Regions from separate parts of the Mus musculus genome. Here region 1 is linked to region 2. The links are chromatin contacts, called in public promoter capture Hi-C maps. All regions are on one chromosome and are shown on one strand. The core of a region is the stretch at or near the end of the contact, and the rest is flanking DNA. Distances in the headings are between cores, read along the strand shown.

Region 1 (3,761 bases), core at 635-3,134, 42 kb before region 2:
TGGGCTGTGCCAGAAGGTGTTATGATTCCACTGAGGAAAAGTAAGTCCCATTTTATAGATATGAAAACCGAGGTAGAGGTAAGTGAAGTGACATGCCCCGAACCCAAGTCTTAGGAGCCAGGAAGACATACTTTATTCTTTTTTTTTTTTTAAAGACTTATTTATTTATTATATGTAAGTACACTGTAGCTGTCTTCAGACACTCCAGAAGAGGGAGTCAGATCTTGTTACAGATGGTTGTGAGCCACCATGTGGTTGCTGGGATTTGAACTCCTGACCTTCGGAAGAGCAGTCTGGTGCTCTTACACACTGAGCCATCTCACCAGCCCAACATACTTTATTCTACTGGATCGCTTTAGCTCTTCCCCCCTCCTGAACCATCCTGATCCTGTCCATGCCTGATCCTGACCATGCCTTCTGCTATTCCAACCAAAAAGGTGAGTCCTTTTCACAAGTTCTGGGTCAGCACCCTCCTCCCTGCTCTCCTCTACTCCCCTCTCCTTCAGGGCTGGACTCTCTCTTCTCAGGGAGCCAAAACTCTATTCATCAGACTTACCTAAGTGCCATCTATCTACAAAAGTGTTTCCCCTGAACTTGCCTGTCTTGAGAGCTGAGTCAATAGCTTTCAGTTTTCCTTTGAACGTCTGCAGAGCCTCAAGTACTCATACCCCACATTTGCCTTCTCCCACAACCTGACCAATGCCCGTGCTCATCACCTTTGTGCTTAGGCGCAAAGCAGCAGTCAGCAGCTCCAGCCAGCTCTCCTTCGGAATACATCAGAATCCAAACACTCGTTCCAGCATCAACCCCAACCTCCCTCCCCATCATCCTTCAACCTGTAATGCTTTTCTTAATGGCACAACCAATATGCCATGGTGACACGTTACCTTTCACCCTGTCCCTCTTCTGCTAAGTCTTCCATAGCTCTTCACTTCCTCTTTTAGAAGTTGGGGATCGAGGCAATGTCCTGCTTTGTAGCCAGCACCAAGCTGGCCTGGTACATGCTACATGGTCCAGGTGCCCTCAGATGAGTATCACTCCCTAGAGCTAGGTTTACAAGTGTTATCTGTCTCTCTCATATACACAGCCTTTTTTGTTTGTTTGTTTGTTTGTCTGTTAAGACAAGGTCTCACTATGTAACCCAGGCTGACCTCACACCTGTAGGGATCCTCCCACCCCAAACTCCTAAGCTGGGGTTACAGGAATGAACTACCATATTGTCCCAATCATCTATACAACTCGCAAACTCCGATGTCCCCTAGTCCTTGGGTTTCCCCACCCAGGTCTCCAGAAGGTTTTGACATTTTACTATCCATGTTACTTTCCCCAGTACACCGCTCTCTCCCATCTTCTGCTCTATCCCTCTAGCACCTACCCGAGTGACTGCCATTTACTACACATTTTATCGTTTCTCTGTGCTTGTCGGCTCCGGGTATGCAGGCATGCCTGGAGTTGACAGGGTTTTCCATCTCCGATTCTGCTGTCACTATTCCCAGAGACCAAAACAGTGTCCCCGGTGATCACAGACACCCCAGCACCCGAACACTCAGCCTGGCGCTCCGCTAACCGGCCTGGTCTGAAACACACATTTACGGGTCTCTGGGAAGGAGATGATTCCGACAGGCCTGGGAGTGGATGCAAAGAACTAATCTGCGCGCCATACTGCGGGCAGTACCCCCATATCGCGGTAGAGCGGCTGTCACGCCCCCTGTGCGGGTCATGTGGAACCCGGCTCCCACTCCAGCGACCCTCCCGGTCCCCGGCTTCTCACCCTCCAGTTCCAGCCGTACGGGAGGCGCTTCAGGGCCCTTGGCGGGCCGGGGATCGGCCTGCAGCCGCCCCTTCACGTTGTAGCGGCGTCGCAGCTTCCCCATGGCTCCCTCGCGCCACGCGCGTGGCTCCCTCAGCCCAGCTCCCAGGGAAACCGAACCTGGCTAGGAGACTTCCGGGTTGCGCATGCGCAAGAGCCGCGCCTCAGCAGTTGAGGGGCGGAACTGGAGGCCCGACGCGCCGGAAAGGGAGGTCGTAGCGGAAAAGGCCGGCGTACTCTGTCTGTGGGCGGTCCTTATGTAAATAAGGGGGCCGGGCCTAGACGTGCCTGAGGAGTCTGAGTTTTAAGACCAAACTGTCCTGCCAGATATGATCTGAGACATTTGAACTGTATAACAATATTAATTGTTAATTGAAGAGATGGCTCAGCCGTTTAGAGCAATGGCATTCTTTAATACCAGCACTTGGGAGGCAGAGGCAGGCGGGTTTCTGGGCCAGCCTGCTCTACAGAGTGAGTTCTAGGACAGCCAGGGATATACAGAGAAACCCTGTCTCGAAAAACAAAACAAAACAAAACAAAAAAAGCAGTGACACAACCGTTCCAGGTGATGCGACGCCATCTTCTGGCCTCCATGGGAACTGCGCTAATGTGTCTAAAATACACACGTTAAAAAATACACAGACACGCGCGCGCGCGTACACACACACACACACACACACACACACACACACACACACACACATATACACACACACGTAAAAATACAATAAATCACCAGGTGTGGGAGCCCTTAAACCCATCCAGCACTCAGAAGGCAGAGGATAGAGGTAAGTAGATTTCTGTGAGTTTGTGACCAGCCTGGTATGTACATTTCCAGATCAGCCATAGCCATATCCCCAAAATAGGGGATAGACACCTTTAATTCCAGCATTCAGGAGGCAGAGGCAGGTGGATCTCTGAGTTCAAAGCCAGCCTGGTTTACAGAGCAAGTTCCAGGGATACACAAGAGAAACCCTGTCAACAAAAAGCAAACATAGCTCTCTTCTCCTCCGTTCCAGAAAGAGCTGGCATCTTCTTGTGCAGTGCCAGTCTTGTCCCATAGACAAAATGCTGAAAGTTTGATATGTGCTGAAGATTTGGTGTGAACGGATTTGGCCATATTGGGCACCTGGTTACCAGGGCTGCCTTCTGTGCTGCACTTGGCAAAGTAAAGATTGTTGCCATCAACGACCCCTTCATTGACCTCAACTACACGGTCTACATGTTCCAGTATGACTCCACCCACGGCAAATTCAATGGCACAGTCAAGGCCAAGAATGGGAAGCTTGTCATCAACGGGAAGCCCATCACCATCTCCCAGGAGCGAGACCCCGCTAACATCAAATGGGGTGAGGCCGGTGCTGAGTATGTCGTGGAGTCTACTGGCGTCTTCACCACCATGGAGAAGGTTGGGGCCCACTTGAAGGGTGGGGTCAAAGGATCATCATCTCTGCCCCATCTGCCGATGCCCCCATGTTTGTGAACCATGAAAAATATGACAACTCACTCAAGATTGTCAGCAATGCATTCTGCACCACCAACTGCTTAGCCCCCCCTGGCCAAGGTCATCCATGACAAATTTGGCATCGTGGAAGGGCTCATGACCACAGTCTAATGCCATTACTGCCACTCAGAAGACTGTGGATGGCCCCTCTGAAAAGCTGTGGCTTGATGGCCTCCCTCTGCCCTGCTCCCATCAATGACAATTTTGTAAAGCTCATTTCCTGGTATGACAATGAATATGGCTACAGCAACAGGGTGGTGGACCTCATGGCCTACATGGCCTCCAAGGAGTAAGAAACCCTGGACTACCCACCCCAGCAAGGACACTGAGAGCAAGAGAGAGGCCCTCAGGTGCTGATGAATCCCTGTCCCAACTCAGCCCCCAACACTGAGCATCTCCCTCACAATTTCCACCCCAGACCCCCATAATAGCAGGAGGGGCTTAGGG
Region 2 (3,772 bases), core at 1,117-3,616:
CTAGACCCATAAGAAATCACCCCTAGCCGGATGGATGGTGGTGGTTCATGCCTATAATTCTAGCACTTGGGAGGCAGAGGCAGGCGGATTTCTGAGTTCAAGGTCAGCCTGGTCTACAGAGTGAGTTCTAGGACAGCCAGGGCTACATAGAGAAATCCTGTCTCAAAAAACAGAACAGAAAGAAGAGAAAAAGACATCAACTTTTGGGCTGGGAAGATGGCTAGATAGGCTAATGGCTGCTGTGCATGAGGGAGGACCTGAATTTGGTCCCCAGAGCCTGTGTGAAAACAGCCAGGTGCAGTGGCACACATGTGTAATCCCCGCACTGGAGAGGGGAGGAAGAGACAGGTGGATCTCTGAAGCTCATTGGTCAACCACCCTAATCTACTCAGTGAGCTCTGAACTGGTGAGAGAGTCTGTCTTAAATAAAAATGGAGAGGCTGGGGAGATAGCTCAGCGGTTAAGAGCACTGGCTGCTCTTCCATCCAGAAGATCCAGGACTCATTCCCAGCATTCCCATGGTGGCTCACAACCATCTATAACTCCAGATATATCCAAAATCCTCTTCTGATCTCCATGGGCACTAGGAATGCCAATGCTACACAAACATATATTCAGGCAAAGCACCTATACACATAAAACAAACAAACAAACAAACAAACACCCCCAACAAAACAAAACAATGAGGGAGCCTGGCATGGTGGTAGCACACAGTTTTAATCCCAGCACTTGGAAGGCAGAAGCACACAGATCTCTGTGAGTTCAAGGCCAGCCTGGTCTACAGAGTGAATTTCAGGCTAGTGAAGATACATAGGAAGGCCCTGTCTCACAAAAGAAAAACCAACCAATCCCAAAAAACCAACCAACCAAACAAAAACCATCACCACCACCACCAACAACAAAAAATGAAGTGGGTGTCAACTGAGGAATGACACCCATGATTGACTTCTGACATGATTGACTTCTCAACTCCAAACACACCAACGCAAGCGTGGGCCCCCCCACCCCCATGCACACACATGCATATGTGCACACACACACAAAGAGAGAAAGAAAATTAACTTGTTTTCAGTTATTTTAGACACTGGGTAGACAGCAAAGTACCAAATGGACTGACAAGACTATTAGCATCCAGAAGGTTCTCATCATAGTAGGATCTGAGCATGCGTTCTCTCTGTAGGAACCTTCTGATGCTCTCCCCCAGATTCAAAGCCAGCATCTCTGATGTTCCCCCAGGACGAACTTAAGCTGCTACCGTTTCGTTCACTGACTTTGCTACTCCAGGGCTATAGTACCAAAGACCTGGGCCTTTTCAAAGACCTGGGCCTTTTCAGTTAGTTGAACGTGCACACCCCACAGGACACAGTATTCTTGCTTGGGGGGCCCTGGACACTGACTCCTCTCTTTGTTCGGAAACCTGCAAGATTTCCTAAAGCTCCCTTCTGTCACCTGCAAGCCACTGTGAGCAACATGGAGTCACATCCCTAGCCCTCTCTTTTCTTTTAGTTTTAACACATGGCTTTTTAAAGTTTGCCCGGACTAGTCTTTTTCTTTTCTTTTCTTTTCTTTCTTTTTTTTTGGTTTTTCGAGACAGGGTTTCTCTGCTGGCCTCGAACTCAGAAATCCACCTGCCTCTGCCTCCCAAGTGCTGGGATTAAAGAAAGGTGTGCGCCACCACGCCCGGCGCCCCGGCTAGTCTTGAACTCACTCTGTTACAAGAATAATCTTAAAGCCCAGACGCCTCTCCCACCTCTACCTCCCAAGTATTCCGATTACAGGGTTTTGCTTTGAGGTCCATGCTGGAGTGGAACTTACTGTCATCCTCCTGTCTTAGTCTTTAAAGTGCTGGGTTTCAGGCTTGCCCCAGAATGTCCTGTGCTTAACGCTTTTATTTTCAGTCTTGACGATAGACTTGAGGTCTCACTCACTCAGTATCTTATGTTACATTATATACCCCATGTATCCCTGCTACAGCATCCCTGTGAGTGAGCACACGCGACACGGACACGCATTTTAGAGGTCTTCTGCACGCGTTTTAGGCTTAAGACATCTCCGCAGCTAAAGTGAGTGTTGGAGGAGCAACTTAATTTGAATAAGTGAATGAATGAACGAACGAACGAGGGCAATAAGTAAACAGAGCAACACCCGGTAAGTTGTGCAATAAGTGAGGGCGTGGAACATGCTTATCGCGCCTGCGCAGGCGAGGCACTCTTTTTGGCAGCAAGCGCACCTTTTGCAGGCGCGGCGCGGCGGAGGGTTACAGAAGAGGGCGTGGTCTCAAGAGGCGTGGCTTTCTGGAGGCGTGGCGAAGGCTGCTGGGGGTGTGACCAGGCCGGATGTCCCACAGGCCGCGCCGGCGCTGGTTCAGTCTCGCGCTGTGGTTCGTCGGCGCACCGCTGATCCGCTCCACGCCTTGCGCTCTCCGCTCTCAGCCAAAGCCCGGCAGCCCCGGCCACGCAGCTCCGCAACCATGTCCAAGCTGGCGCGGCTCGAGCGCGAGGAGATCATGGAGTGCCAGGTGATGTGGGAGCCTGACAGCAAGAAGGACACGCAGATGGACCGCTTCCGGGCGGCCGTGGGTACCGCCTGCGGCCTGGCGCTTGGTGAGTACGGGGCACGCGGCTAGTGCACCCCCCCCCGTCACGGGCCTTCCCGGAAGCTGTTCCCTCCAGGGAGGACCGCCCTAGGAAGGTCCCTGCTAGCTGTTGGGATAAGCCTCTGTTGGATGGATATCCGACCAGTGTTCCTGTCTTACAGTCGGGGAAGCCCCCTGCTTTGGGGGTACCCCTCTAGGGAGGTCCCTCCCTTTCCCTACTTAGGTACCTTGATGAATGGCACAGGGATTGGGGGATCCTCGTTGCCTTGGGGGTCCCCCTCTAGAGAGGTTCTCCTAGATGTTGCCGTGGGCCTCTGATGGATGGATGGCTAGTGTCCCTGTCTTTGGGTTGGGGGAGCCCCCTGGCTCTGGGCCCTCCTCTAGGAGGTGCTGGTCTTCTGATGATGTTTCCTTCACTGTTTTGGGAAGCATCACCGCCTGGCCTGTAGAGGCCCCCTTTCTGCAGGCGAGTCACCCTCTGGAAGTGGCAGACACCCTCTGGTTCCTCCGATCTTTTGCTAGGCTTGCCTGCTTGGGAAATGTCTCCTGAGGTCTTGACTTCCATTCGTTGGGGGCTTCCTTCGGGCCTTATCTGCAGTTCTTTTTGAGTTCACGGGTTTCATGTGACAGGCTCCCTCCATCTGCCTTTTGCTAGGGACCAGCTTGAAATTTCAGGTTCCTGAAAAGGTCAGAGTTCGTTCCTCCTCCTTCCTTTAAAGTTAATTAAGGTAGAGTCCTTTCTTACCCCAGCTCTAAACAGATCCTGCTTCCAGCCACCACCCTGGTCTGTGTGATTATGGGTGGGGCAGAGGCCCTTGGCAGGCGAGGTTCTTGTCCATATGCCGTTCCCAGGGATCCATGGGGCTTGCTTAGTCCCTCCACCTGCTCTGCCCCCCTTCTCAGGTGTTTGCCTGGGGTTTTCAGTTCGAGTTGGTTGGTTGATTGTCTTCTTCATTTTCACCTCCGTTACCCCTCTAATTGCAGGGATCCCCTTGTCTCCGTTGGCATCAATGTCTGTCTTGGCTCCCAGGATCTGTCTCCGGATCCTTCCTGAATCTTTTCTTTTTCCCACCCTGAGCACCAGCCCTCTGAGTCTTCTTCCTAGTGTCTCAGCAGCACTTGGCTGTCCTTCTCCCGCCCCCTATGCGTGGTGCACCCCCTTGCTGGCTGGAGGGT

The links. Capture Hi-C pulls out chosen DNA fragments and counts their contacts.
Region 1: a contact with region 2 is called in a promoter capture Hi-C map of liver. The contact joins the promoter of Dhx37 here to the promoter of Aacs in region 2. A contact is called at or near these places in 7 of 39 promoter capture datasets (the C10 cell line, the HPC-7 cell line, embryonic stem cells and 4 more), 2 of 15 datasets of contacts at CTCF or cohesin (CD8 T cells and the NIH/3T3 cell line), 43 of 484 Hi-C or Micro-C datasets (B cells, CD4 T cells, CD8 T cells and 29 more), 20 of 115 datasets of contacts at active chromatin or transcription factors (the 230-238 cell line, CD8 T cells, the HPC-7 cell line and 13 more) and 4 of 9 other capture datasets (adipose tissue, liver, macrophages and 1 more).

What each region holds. Positions count from the first base shown.
Region 1 is chr5:125,432,164-125,435,924 of GRCm38.p6, forward strand. It overlaps Dhx37 (DEAH (Asp-Glu-Ala-His) box polypeptide 37), which reads right to left and starts at 1,885. Exons shown (of 27, transcript NM_203319.1): 1 at 1,772-1,885. The coding sequence starts at 1,874.
Region 2 is chr5:125,473,507-125,477,278 of GRCm38.p6, forward strand. Aacs (acetoacetyl-CoA synthetase) reads left to right here and starts at 2,367. Exons shown (of 18, transcript NM_030210.2): 1 at 2,367-2,603. The coding sequence starts at 2,471.